2 separate regions of the Zea mays genome follow, and region 1 is linked to region 2. The links are chromatin contacts, called in public Hi-C maps. All regions are on one chromosome and are shown on one strand. The core of a region is the stretch at or near the end of the contact, and the rest is flanking DNA. Distances in the headings are between cores, read along the strand shown. Region 1 has its middle 83 kb from the start of LOC100194201. Region 2 holds the start of LOC100194201.

Region 1 (7,064 bases), core at 3,312-5,811, 82 kb before region 2:
TGAACTCCCTGGGTTCTGCTGGTTATTGGATTTGTTCTGCTTTGGATATGGGCAGTCTTTGATGAAATGTCCAGACTTCCCACAATTGAAGCAGTCAGTTAAAGAGCTTGGGAGGGCGGAGAAACGAGCACTAGGTGCACTCGGCTGAGTTGTTGAAGTAAGGGCAGTGGCAGGGCAGATGAATATAGGCTATTTGAAGGGGTAGGAGGGTGGACGAGGTGAAGAACAGTTTTGATTAAAAGGTCGGATTACCAACCTTTGTCGCTTTTCAGGCCCCTGGTTGGACATGTCACCTCTAATACCCTTTGACTTTCCTGGGCCTGTATGCTTAGCTTCAACTGCCAGCGCTGTGCTAACAGCCCTGCTGTAGAAGAGATCAAGGCAGGTGGCCATCTTTCTTTGTAGCCGGTCATTAAGGCCTCGCATGAAGCAGTTCTTCTTTTTCAGGTCAGTATTGACCTGATCAATTGCATACTAGGACAAATGATTGAATTTGTTGAGATACTGCATAACAGTATCTCCCCCTTGCTTGAGTCTCATGAATTCTTCATGCTTCATGTGCAGCACTCCTTCTGGAATGTAGTGCTCATGAAACTCCAATTTAAATTCGTCCCATGTGACTTGATGCCCAGTAGGTTGAATGGCCACATAATTTCCCCACCAGGTGCTGGCAGGGCCTCTTAACTGTTGAGCCGCAAACAACAGCTTCTAGGTCTCCGTGCATCGAATGAGTCCAAATTTCTGCTCAATGAGCCGTACCCATTCGTCAGCTTCGAGAGGATCTTTGGCTTTGACGAATAGTGGGGGACGGGTTTCTGAGAAATCCAAGTATGAAGTTTCACGGGGTCCCTGCGGATAAGCCCTTCCGCCTTGTTGCTGAAGTTGATGTCCCGCCATTTCACGTAGGAAGCGGGTGTTGTCAGCGGTCGCGGTGACCAAGACAGCGATAGCCTCGGCCAACGTGGGCAGTACCGGCGGTGGATTGGGTGTATCTTCTTGACCACGGGACGTTCCCGCGCCGTCATGTGCACGAGTTTGGGATGGCATCTGAAGCAAAGAAATATTTGGAAAAAATATAACATACTGATACACACCATCATTTTACATTACTTAAGATGTAATGCTACAGACTCAATGTACAACATGACTTCATTTCCTATTTTACATTAGCACTATTTCAAAACTATACTACTCTAGTATTTATCATCTTTAGTAGCTTCGTTGTCGGTTGTAGGGGACCGTTCGTCAGCCAGGTTCATAGGAGGGGGCTTGAAAAGGTCCAATTCCCCACCCAGTGCTTCACCAGCTGTTCCAGAAGGTCCGGCTCCCATTCCAACAGGATCGGCAGGTACGTCTCGGTGCAGTCGCGAATACAATTCATGAACTTCCTCATGTAATGTATTGCAGTACACCTGCAAGTTGTCAACGGCCGTGCTAAGCTCCTCCACACGGGCTCGAGCTTTGGCTTCTCGGTCCCAAGCAATGGAACGTGAGTTGACAGTCCAATCGATTGCCAAATCCCGTTCGGCAAGCTCGTCTTGCAGATGTCGGACGTCAGCTCTTAATTCATTTATACGTTGACCGTCTTCGACCCACACCCTGTTTTTGTGTCGTAGCTCCGTTCGAAGCTGCTCCACCTGGGCTTCTAGATCTCCAATGAGGTCATTGCTGCCGCCGCTGCTCTCCTCATGCCTTGGAGCCAGCTGATGCCGAGGCACGCCAATTGGTCCAGTGGACTTACGCGCGGTTTTCCTCGTGCGCGGCGGCATATCTTCATAAGGGGGAAAACTTTATTAGTATAGTTTTTAACATGATGCATGCATAATTACAGAATCAACCTTAGTTGATTCACCACCTTCTATACATTGCACTCAACTACCTGATCTTATAAGATAAGTACTTCAGAAGGTAGTTAGATAAGAAGGAAAGAAATTTTCTTAGATAAGTCCTTAAAAATTCTTTTTGAAAATGCCACATAATATCTATAGAGATGGGCTTCGCTCCGATACCAGCTGTGACGGAACCTCCCAAGTCATTAGACCCACCTACAGTTTTCCTTGTCCATTGGACCTCGGACAACCCTGCAGGTGCACCTGATCACTTGATAAGTTCAGTATCTGAATTCTTTACCTTGCCCAAGAGCGTTTCACCCGTCGCGCAGATATTACAACACATCGGAGATACAAATATGCGGAAGCAGTTACAACAACTTATTTTATATTAAAGTATAGAAAGAGTATTATTATTACAGACCAGTAATATATAAGAGTGCTGGAGTAATATTATTACAAACTTGGGCGGCAAAAAACCCCTCCCGTTTAAAAGTAAAGTTTTTAAAGGAGGACACTTCCTCCCGAGACTTCAATCCTTATTTTCTTCCTTAGGCACCACCTTGGAACAAAAGCAACAAAAATTTGCTGCTTCCTCACCTACAACAACATGGGTTCGAAAACCCTGAGTACAAAGTGTACTTTCACAAGTCTTACCCGTCAAAATAAAAGATTCTCAAGGATATGCTGGCTTTAAGGGAGTCAAGGTAAGGCTTAATCAATAATCAAGACTCTGTTTGCAAAAATGCTTACTAATAGTGGATCCTTAAAAATCCAGTTTTATTAGCAAGTTAAGTCATTACCTGAATCTAAAGTTCTTTCTACCCTAGTTCAAGCACTTGGCCTAGACTAGCCATTTTCTTATCAACCCTTCTTGTTCACTGGAATGCTACGTGTAAGTCAGTGACCAAGTCTTCATGTCCGAGAAGTAACAGCGATCCGAATCGATTAATACCTAGCTGAGGATCTCCAATCACACGACATATGTAGCACTTAACCCTTGCATATGTCAACTCGCCACCGGGATTCTTAAGACCAGATCAGGTTCACGTCAACCGAGAGCACAGATACAACACCGTCTAGCCTCTTGCCATGAAGGGTACACGCTACTCTCGCCATCTCTCCACTCCCATTACGTGTTATCTTATTCTGGTATTAGTCTGCCCAAGGTAAAGCTTACCCATGATGAGGCATGTGACCAGTTAAAAGGTCCTCGATCATCAAGCCTACATCGAGACGGTCCTTAATCGACTTAGACAGAGACACTACACCGACACTCTCTTCTCGTGCAAGTCACCCGCCCGGTCTCAGCTTTATCATTTTAACCCAAAGTTTGGTACCTGACAGAGGTACATCTTTTCTAATGTTGAACCCATCACGGCCATGATGGATTCACCATCAAGTTTTATTTTGAAAACATCCCATCCCACTTGAAGCATCATCTTTTGTCAAAACAAAACATTTTGTTTTTCTAGAGCAAGACTAAGCAAAAGAAAAACCTTTTTATAAAACAGGGGATCAAGGAAAGGTAATCAAATTCTCAAGAAGGAAATGCATCAATTTGTTTAGCGCACAACTCCTATCACCTAATGCATCAAGCAAGTGAGAAAGATTTTAAAATAGCAAGGAGGTGGCAAATGCACCGGGTCTTGCCTTATGTTATAGGAGAGTCGAGCTCTGCTCCACAAATGTCAAAATAAAAGTAATTCCCGACAGGTGGGTCTTCAGGTGGTGGTGTAGCTCTTGCTTCTTCAACTTCTACTTCTTCTTCGTTTTCTATATATATCATATATACAAACATGAATGCTCATATAATGCTTATGAAAATGCAAAGATAATAAAGGTATATTATCTTAGGTCTTGAATATAATTTTCCTTCACGGAACTCCGGAAAACTAGGGTTTTTGGAGTCAGAACTGTAATCCCTAGGGCACGCATCAATAGAAGACTAGGGTTTTGGGGTTTAGGCATAAAACATTGTCCAAATCATGCCAAACTTTATCTAAGGCTTCTAAATAATATTTAAAGCTCATCTAAAAAGTTTAGTGATTTTTGGAGTTATTAATCAATTTCTAAAATTCTAGGAGTATAGGTTTTAGCTGTTTTAAATACTCCATAATTCCTTATTTGGACTAAAGTTATAAAAATATTTTTATTAAATAGTATAGAATTTTAGGAGCCTAGCAAAATTGGTCTTGCATTTTTAGCATTTTTCTACAATTTCCTATGAATTCTCTAACCCTAGGAGAAAAATAAAAAGGAAAAACATGAATAGTACTAGGCCGAAACTGGCCCAATACAATCCATGCCCAGGAGAAAACATGTGCGCCCGTATAGTGGGTGTATAGGTAGTTTTAAGAGAGAATGATTTAATTGAAACTTTGGTTTTCCTATGTGAATGATCCTTTGTTTTGGAGTATTTACTAAAAAAGTAATAATAAATAAATAATAAAAAAATATATTTGTATTCTGGCTGGTTTTTGGTTGTGCATTTGGTTTGTATTTGAAGTTTAAATTGGGTTTGAAATCCTGAAAATAGGAAACAAAAGCAGAAAAAAAGAGAACTACCTGGCATGGGCCGAAAATCCGGCCGGCCCAGTTCTTCCCCCCCCCCCCCCCCCCCCCCCCCCCCCCCCACCCCCGCGTCAGCTTGTTCCCTTGTTCACTTCCATGCGGGCCCCACTGGCCCGTCGCACAGCCGAGCGCGAGCCTCATCACCCGTGCTCCCCTTCGCTTGGCTCAGACTGCGCTGCGCGCGCTGTGGCTTTGGGGTGGGACCCACCGGTAAGGACTATCTGCTTCCCCTCCCCGTGGTCATCCGGCAGGAACGGCGCCGCTGAACTTAACCCATTCTTCTCCGCGCGTGGCTCGGAGTTTGTTGCAACTAATCGGATCTCTCGCCTGCCATACCAATCGCTTGTGGGCCGGTTTTTCCCTGGACTCGGAACCAGTAGCCATATAAAACCGGGCCGTCCCTTCCGCTCCTGTCGCGTCCTCCATTAACGAAGCACAGAGAAATTTGAGTGATGCCGCTGTCGAGGACCATCACACCCGTCGACGGATTTACCATAATCGGTGGTCAGGAAGCTTCGCTTGCCCGTCCCGCGCCTCTGTGTGTCCCCAATTTGCGGGGGAAGCTTCGGACCCATGGGAATTGCTCACCGGATCTCGTCCCTGGTCGCTGTCGCTGTGAACAGAGATGCGCCGTGTGCGGTACCGATGGGGACCTGGTGGCTGGGAAATTCCTCACCGGAGGAGGAACTCTACCGCGGGTCCGCGGTGGCGCGTGGCAACACCACCTGTGTCCCTCGCCGTACTCTGCAGAAATTGCGCGGGCCTGTACCTCGCTGTGGCGGGAATACCTCGCGGCATCCACGCTTGTAAGTGACCCCCTCCCTCCGTACTATCTCCCTTACTCATGCGCTTGCACACAGTTGGATTCGGGAATGGGGTAGCTGTGCTTGCATGCGTGTCTCCGGTGTAGGTGGCACTGCGTGCTGCCGGCGCGCCGTCAGACTAAGCAGGCAGAAGGAAGAAGACGCGCGCCTCCCGTTGGATGTGGTGCGATGCGGAGATTAAATCGAAATGAGGATATTTCAGAGGTTGAAGACCTGGGCCGTCGATCTCATGGCAAGTGATCGAGATTAGATGAGGGATTGTGATGACTAGGGCCATAGATCCACACATGGACAGTCGCGATTAGAGTAAACATACCCCGTCATCGCATAAAAATCTTGTCGTCAATTTTGAATCGAAGGGTTGTGCGTGGGCGCGGGCGTGGTCGAATGTTGGACGTGGATCTCGGATCCAGTGGCTGCTAGCGCTTACCGCTTCAATTATTAAGTCGATCTAATCTGAGTCGCACGTTCTCGATCCGATGACCGATAGCGAAGGATACCCCTTCGACTGGGAAAATATGCACAAGAGCCCCTAGCTTTATTAAAAATAAACTCGCCGTCCACTCAGGGGGTTATACTGAGTCTTGGAATCAATTGCGAGTTAGCCACCGGGCTTAGGGATGGCAATGGGTACCCGAAACCCGAAATCCGATGGGTAAAAACCCTATTAGGGCACGGGTATGGCGGATTTTGATACACATGGGTATTTTATTGGGTCATTTGTTATGCTCATCGGGTACGGTGGGCGTGGGTATGTTCTCTGTTGCTCCATGTAACACCCACTTTGTAATTTGCTAGAAATAATACCAATAGGGAAACAATTTCTCTTCATGTGAGTTTGATCTTTATGCATCATCTTATGTGAACATCATGCCCAAAAACAATTAATAAAAATATATACTACCAAATTATGCATCATGCTCGATTTTATTGTGTGTGCATTACTTGTGACAATGTAAAAATAATATAAAAATGAATATGTTAAATCCAAAGTGGAATTTAAAACCCTAAAGAAATGTGGAGGGAGGAAAAGGAGTACAAAAATAAAATAAAATATATACAAGACAAATATTATAAATAAAAGTAAGACCATTATATTCAAATTATACTTTCAATCTAAGAAGAATTCACCAAAAGATTTAAGTGTGAAATTTGAATTCAAATGAGATGGGAAAAATATAAATCAGAAGAAGGAAAAGTAAAAGAAAAAGAAAAACTAGCGCATGGGCTGAAACTTGCAGAACCGGCCCATCTCCAGCTCTTCGCGCAGCCCATTACACCCGCTCCCTGGTTGCGCCGACCTGTGGGCCACCTCTGTCATCTGCACACGCGCGCGCGCTGATGATGGACTGTCGCTGGAGTGCGGCCCCCACCTGTCAGCTATTTCGCCTCCAACGGAAATCCGCATCTAGCGGGATCGCGACGGTGTCCGCATGCTCGGCAGCTCGTGGATAGGCGCACCTGCCCACCGTGATCCGCGGGGGCGTGAGCTTATAAGCCCTGTGGACTCCGCCATAGGCGTGGAAGCTTGACCGTGGAACCCACAGAGAGAGACAGAGGAGAGGGAGTGCGGGTGAAAGCTCACCGCCGTGTGTGAACCTTAGATTACCAACGACCGCGCCCTCGAAGTCTTGTCCGGGGGTCTTGCGGGTTGTCGACTGAAGATTTCGCGTTCATCCCAGGAAGGAACGACCCCGGTGGCGGCCTGAATTCGTCGTCGGAGTTTCGTTTCCGCCGCGGACGTGCTGTGCATCCTGGGTGACATCACCGCCTCGTCAAATCTCGGTATGGCGCCCCCTATCCAATTCACGAGTAGGTGGATTTCATTTTGCGCGAT
Region 2 (7,187 bases), core at 3,551-6,050:
TGCATCAACACACCACACATGCCATGGAATCTATTGCACTCGATGGCTTTGTGTATGCAGCATGTAACAATATAATTAAAGTTCATGCACCATTGAACCTACTATACATATTGCTCTTTGTCTTAGGTAGTTCCCCCCCCCCCCCCCCCCCCCCCCCCCCCCCGTCGTGGCCCACTCGTGTTGCTTTGTGGTGCAGTCAGGCAGGCAAGGCAGCTCAAAAGGGAAACGAAACAAAACAGCCAATATATATATATATATATATATATATATATATATATATATATATATATATATATGTTAATTGTTTGGATTCATGTCAGTAAAGGAGTACAAACCAGAACGAGGTGCTCTGCAAAATTGTACCATGGTCTTTGGAATCCTAGATACAAAGATATAGTATGCAAGTGCACCTAATGATTCATTTTCTAGGAAGGAGAGCATACCGTACTTAAACCAATCCTTGCAAAAGTGGGGTTTAAGTTCAGAAATTTCATGTCTTGGGAATGCAGCGGATTATTTGTGAATGTTTGACTAGTTTGCTGGCTCCAGTGTGTGTGTGTATATATATATATATATACTGTATTTATATATTATACCTGGGTGCATTCAATATAGAGAATGCACCCAGGCCGAACCTATGTGCCAGGTCCGAGCCAACCGTCCCACCCAGGCCAGTTTCGTCCCTCCCGCACGCTCCGGACAGAACCTTTTCATTTTCCCGTCCCCGCCCCTCTTTCTCCGCGAACGGCTCAACCTCCTCACATAAGTTGCAATCACACCAGACTTGCAGTTGCAATTATACCAGACAGCAGTTGCAATCATTGTTTTGTTTTAACAGATTTTTGGACATAGTTATATAGAAGTTGCAATCACACCAGACCAGCAGTTGCAATTACACCAGACACAGTTGCAATCATTGTTTTGTTTAACAGATTTTTGGACATAGTTATATAGGAGTTGCAATCACAACCAGACCAGCAGTTGCAATTACACCAGACAGCAGTTGCAATCATTGTTTGTTTAACAGATTTTTGGACATAGTTATATAGAAGTTGCAATCACACCAGATCAGAAGTTGCAATTACACCAGACAGCAGTTGCAATTATTGTTTGTTTAACATATTTTTGGACATAGTTATATAGAAGTTGCAATCACAACAGACCCACAGTTGTAATTACACCAGACCAGTAGTTGCAATCTTGTTTGTTTAACAGATTTTTGGACATAGTTATATAGAAGTTGCAATCACACCAGACCAGAAGTTGCAATTACACCAGACCAGCAGTTGCAATCATATTTTTTAACAAAATTTCTCAGAGTTATTCAGTACTTGCAATCACATAAGAGCAACTCAGCAGTTGCATCCACACTACACCAGCAGTTGCAATTACAACACACCATCGGTTGCAATCATTTTGTTTACATTTTTTAACAGATATTTGAGTAAAATTATACAACAGTTGCAATCACACATAATGCGGGCTTGCAATCCCACCTAATGCGGGGGACAGGGAGGCACGCAGACAAAGAGGCGCGCGGCGGCGCGAGGACAGGGAGGCGCTCGGCGGCGGTGGGATCTAGGTTTAGAGGATCGAAGGAAGGAGGAGACGACGACGGCGCGGGGATAGGGATGCGCGCGACGGCGGCGGGGGTGGGAAGGCGCGCGAAACAGGACTTACGCCTGAGTGCATTCAATATAGAGAATGCACCCAGGTGCATTTTAGCAGCGCCATATATATATATATATATATATATATATATATATATATATATATATATATATATATATATATATATATATATATATATATATATATATATATATATATGGGTACAGGCTGTTTGTTGTGCAAAGATGATACTACCTCTTTTTTTTATTTGACGTTGCTTAGTTCAAATTTGAACTGTATAGCGAACGGAGGGAGTACATATTTATAGTTTAATCTTCAGTTTTTCAATTTTATAGTTTATCAGTTCATGCCTAGACATTTCCATTGAAATCTGCACATCTTGAAGGTCTTGTTGGCCCCACCAGTCAAAAAGCACTTGATAGAACATAGGGTTGTTGCTGAAGATCATTTGTGCTCTGTTACAAAGTCTTAATTTTAATCTGAGTATGCTTGTTACCATAAAAGCTAAAGGCCCTGGCTGTTTCTTCTTGGTTGTGTAAAAGCAGAGAATCAAAGCATGTTAGGGGCTATCAAGTGATCGCTTCCTTTGGAGTTTGGTCATGGTCATGCATGGAAGCACTTCCCTAGGAGAGAATCCAAAACTAGCTTTTGGCCCCTCAGTTTTTTACAATACTCCATGATTTCTATCTGCTTCTCCTTTCACTTCACCCAAGAGAATGGAATGGAAGAGAAGGCATATCATCCTATGGTTTTGAAACCTATATCTTTGGTAGCATCTACTACCATGACTGCTAGTACTTGTAACAGCACGGTAACATAAAAGAAATGAAATAAATGCAGTAGATAAAAAGCGAAAGTAAATCCAGTAATATAAAACCTCAAGGATTAGCATGATAAAAGGATAAGGGAAACAACACAGGGGATTTAAAACACAACCGAAAATTAAAAGGATGTCCAAAGAGTTATAAAGGCAGTGGTCAACGCCACCCTTCAGGCACTCTCACCAGTTATGCATCAGCTCCTCTCTTTGCTTGCTTTCTGCCCAGGAATCATTTTTTTATCTCGTTTTGTGCGTGAAATCTTTCTCTGCATTCGAAAATTCCCTCTCTTACAGCGAAAAAGATAAAGCCTGGTTCTCAATGCTTACCATCTCAGCAATTCAATTGGCTATGTGCCTATGTCTTGATTTTTAGTTTTGGCTTTTCTTTCTCTTCTCTCACTTTCACCCATTCAATTTTGTATCATCTGACCGTCTTCGAGTATGCATTTGCATTTCGATAACCAACAATTGCTATTTTTAGTATATGAGGAAAAAACGCTAGGGCCCAAGTGGTATATCAGTTTGTGCCAAAAGTAAGATAGCTCGGGTCATTTGGTGAGCAGAACTGGGGTAAAATGTATTTGCTTCTCAACCATATCATATTTGTTTAAAGACATTTGTTTTTTTTTGCATGAACGTATCCAGGGGGTAGGGGTGGGGAGCTTCTCTTAATTTTTTTTCCTTTCTGCAAAGAAAAAGTTTCTCACATGTTGGATCCACTTAGTTGAGAAGATAGTGTGTTCTTTAACTAGTGCTAATTTCTCTTTTGTCACATGCACATCCTGTTGTACTCTCTCTCTCTCTCTCTCTCTCTTGGAAATTATAAAATGTTATAGTTTTTCTAGGTACATCACCTTTATTATATATGTAGATAGTGTAAATCAAGTGCATAGCAAAAGCTATATATATATGTAGAAATGCCGAAATATATATTTTGTAATTTAGAATGGTGGAAGTAGATGTTACGCTGTTGGTAAGCTGCTGAACACTTTATGCTCCTATCTGTCTTTGCATTTAGAATATTCACTTGGTAAGGCAGTGTCTTCATATTCATACTTGTTCCTTCTTATCCGGAAAATCAGCTAGTCCATTTCTGATCCGGAACACCTACTTTTTTGCATCTTCTTAGAAATATTTCTCTGACAATTAATTATGGAACTCTTTTTGTCATATTAGTGATAGTGTATATATATATATATATATATATATATATATATATATATATATATATATATATATATATATATATATATATATATATATATATATATATATATATATATATATATATATATATATATATATATATATGGTTCAGAAACCTAATTATCACCAGCTAATTATGGCTATGGAAGGGACCTCTAAATTCATGAAAAAAGGGTGTTTGTGTTGAAAGAGGCTTGCTTACATCAAGTTATGCTGAATAAATGATATGGGTGGGCCATGGACTTGTTGTAGATTGCTCGACAGAAATGGTTATAGCGCTGAGTTGATGTGATGGTTGCTTGGAATGGATTCCATTGTCTTTTCTCAATAATTGATAGTAAAAGAAAGCAAAGCTAGCATTGAATATCAGAAACAGGAATGACCTTTTTCTTTAGCTGCATGAATCAAAGGTTGTATATATATCGATGATAAATAAGCATAGGTTTACAATGACAGGCTCCATTCTTAACACTATTTGCATCAGAATCTAATAAGTGCTAATTTTAGGTTTTGCCTTTCCTTTCATATATTTTGTGCGATGGTCGATGTAGTGCGATGAGTTGTACTGTTGGCATACATTATGTTTTCTGTCTTTTAGCACAGATATGTTTGTTGTTTTGGAACGTGTTATACCTTCAAAATTAGGAAGTTAACTGCATCGACTTGAAGTATGCCATGAAAACAGAGAATATTTACATGCACGCCATATTTCGGATGCTATACCAACCTAGCTCCTTCTCAAATTTCATACTGCAGCGTTATCCTGTATTTTGGATAGACATTGTGAGCACACGCCATATTTCCTAAGCACAAGAATACGAAGAAGAAGTGCGCATCCCTCCATCCCATGTCTCAAAAGATGTTGCCACGGCAGGCTAAGATGCAGGGCAAAGTAGGCATTCAAACTCCCTCCCCATAATTCTTTTTCCCTTTAATGACGCTTTCTCTTCTTTTCTTTAACTCCCCCTCTTAGCTTTCTTTCTTTCTTTTCTTCTTCTAGTTTTACGTGATTCCCTTGTTCTTCGCGGGCACCAAGAATCAAAGGCACAAAGATAGGCTCACCCTCGGTTTCAGCATCCCCTCCAAACTTCGCTATAAATACCCCTGCACAGACGCACCTTGCTGCATCACCATTTCGCTAGCTCCATAGCACTTGTTCCAGCTAGCTAGGAGAGAGAGCTTTGTTTAGGTAATTTAGCTTTGTGTATATCTTCTTGGTTCTAGCTCTTTGAAATTTTTTTTATCTGGGTGCAGGCGGCGGCAAGATGAACAGGAAGCCAGGAGACTGGGACTGCAGGGCGTGCCAGCACCTCAACTTCAGCCGTCGGGATGCATGCCAGCGCTGCAGTGAACCACGTGGAGTTGGTGATCGTAGCGGCGGTGGTGGCGACTTGGGTGGGCGTGGTGGTTCCTCCTTCGGCGGTGGCTTTGGTGCTGGCTCTGATGTCCGCCCTGGTGACTGGTACTGCTCCTGCGGCGCACACAACTTCGCCAGCCGCTCCAACTGCTTCAGGTGCTCTGCCTACAAGGAGGAGGCTGCCGGCGCCTTTGATAGTGACATGTCACGCTCACGCGGCTACGCCGGCTTCGGCAGCGGCGCTGCCGCCCGTACCAACCGCCCCGGTTGGAAGTCTGGAGACTGGATCTGCACCAGGTGCTGCGTCGTGTTTTAATTTGTGGCTTCTTTCTGTCTGCATGCATATGTGCATGGAATGATGAGGTTGCTGAATAATATATATATTTTACGTACAGGTCCGGTTGCAACGAGCACAACTTCGCTAGCAGGATGGAATGTTTCAGGTGCAACGCGCCACGGGACTCCGGTAGCGCTGCCACGACGACCTACGAAAACTACTTGTAATTTACCAAATAAATCCATATATTTCCTCCTTTAATTTTGCTGGCTGCTGTGTGTGCATGCATGATCTGACCGAACGTTCCGTTTGCTGCAGGCACTGAGGTGTAGGTAGAGCAAAGTTTACAGCTATAGCGCGCGTCGACGAAGCAGGAGCAGCAGCAGCAGCATGAATTGAAGAGGAGTCCTCATCATCACATCATAAGGGAGCAGCAGTAGATTTAATTGCAAAATTAAAGACACCCGCGATGCATGCCCTATCACTAGTTTTGTTCCACCGGTACCCCTACCGCGCGTTTCTTTTAAGATTTGGTTCCCCATTTATCTGGGGACAGTAGACCCCAGATGAGACCTATGTTTGCTGTTTCATTTTCAGTTACGTTCGTCTCCGCATGCATGTTTGCGCTTGGATCTGATGTAACCCCAAAACGCTTGCTTCACAAGTACTATTAACTAGTTCTGTTGCCTTCCTATATAATATCTTGTTCATGTGTATGGGTAAATAGTTCTGACGGATGCTGGGAGGCTTCAGATAACGTTTTAGCTAGCTTCATGCACGTGCATGCAACGGAACGCGTCGTGTGAAGAAGACCGCATGCATGTTTGTCACTGTCCGCATTGGATGCTCTTTGAACTCGCCCATGCCTTGTCTTTAGCTCTCTTCGAGCCCAAGTCATTTACTGCTGTGCCGGCCGATAAGGCGCTTGCAGCTTGAGCCGCGCCTGAGCCGGAGGCTGTCTGTCTGAGAGGAAAGATCCCATCTATCTCAGTCAAAAGCGGCCGGCCAGCTCCCTCCCACGCCCCAGTACCCCACCCAGACGCACGTCGCCGCCGCAGCGGGCCGGCTCTGGGCCTGAGGAAGATCCCTTCTTCGATCGCCTCGACTCCTTTGAGACCTTTATACATGCATGTGCACTGTGCTTTTTAGCTTTGCCCGCGCGGCGGCTTCTTTCCTCCCTCTGCCTGCCTGCCCGCCTTTTATCGTGGCGACCGGCGAGAACCGGGCGGGGCATGCAGCGGCAGCGCATCCAGACCAAAGCGGCCCGCAGGTAACTAAAGGCGGGACGGGAGCACTGGCGTTGTACGGTGGCTGGCTCGCTGCCTTTGGAGAGGAGGGAGTCTGCCTCTTTTGCACGGATTTTCAAGATGATGGGAGGGACTGCGCAGAGCCGCAGTGGATAGGAGGGGCAGCGCGGAGGCTTTTCGTCTTTGGGGCGACGGCCGACGACCACAGTGACCAGGGGCCGGGGCTGCGTCGCGTTGCCCGCCGCCGCCGCGCGCGCCTTTAGCGCCCGAATCCATGAGGACCTTGTCAGGCGTATCACCGCGTGTCACGGTTTACAAAACCGCTCTGGTTTCCTGTTATGAGACCAGACCGGTAATGGGTTTCCAGTGTTTTCTAAAATTTATTTAAAATTCAAAAGTTTTGAAATTTTTATAAAAAATGAAACCGGTAAAAAAAACAGCAAAAAAGGCAAAAAAAAAAGAAAACCGGTAAAAACAGCGGTTTCACGTCAAGATAAATCGGTTTATTGATTTCAAATACAAATCAGTCGAAAAATTTAAAAACCACCTTCTCAGTCAGGAAAATTGATTCCTTCTCGTTTCTCGGTCTGGAAGCGGTGGTTTTCGGCGAGAAAAATGAAAAAGCGGATTCCAAATTTGAAAGATATA

What was found. A called contact is a pair of places that touch in the nucleus more often than the background predicts.
Region 1: a contact with region 2 is called in a Hi-C map of tassel, with 2.3 times the contacts expected there. The contact joins the enhancer-like site here to the promoter of LOC100194201 in region 2. A contact is called at or near these places in 2 of 25 Hi-C or Micro-C datasets (ear and tassel).

What each region holds. Positions count from the first base shown.
Region 1 is chr5:114,465,253-114,472,316 of Zm-B73-REFERENCE-NAM-5.0, reverse strand. No RefSeq gene overlaps it. Among protein-coding and RNA genes, the nearest start is that of LOC100194201, 83 kb to the right of the region's middle. Within about 2 kb of position 4,561, at least 18 of the 20 cell types and tissues checked have an H3K27ac peak or open chromatin away from gene starts, as enhancers often do. A contact at or near this core is called in ear and tassel, where this site is marked.
Region 2 is chr5:114,383,118-114,390,304 of Zm-B73-REFERENCE-NAM-5.0, reverse strand. LOC100194201 reads left to right here and starts at 4,800. Exons shown (of 4, transcript NM_001139246.1): 1 at 4,800-4,847; 2 at 4,913-5,312; 3 at 5,411-5,515; 4 at 5,611-5,985. The coding sequence starts at 4,924. The coding sequence ends at 5,617.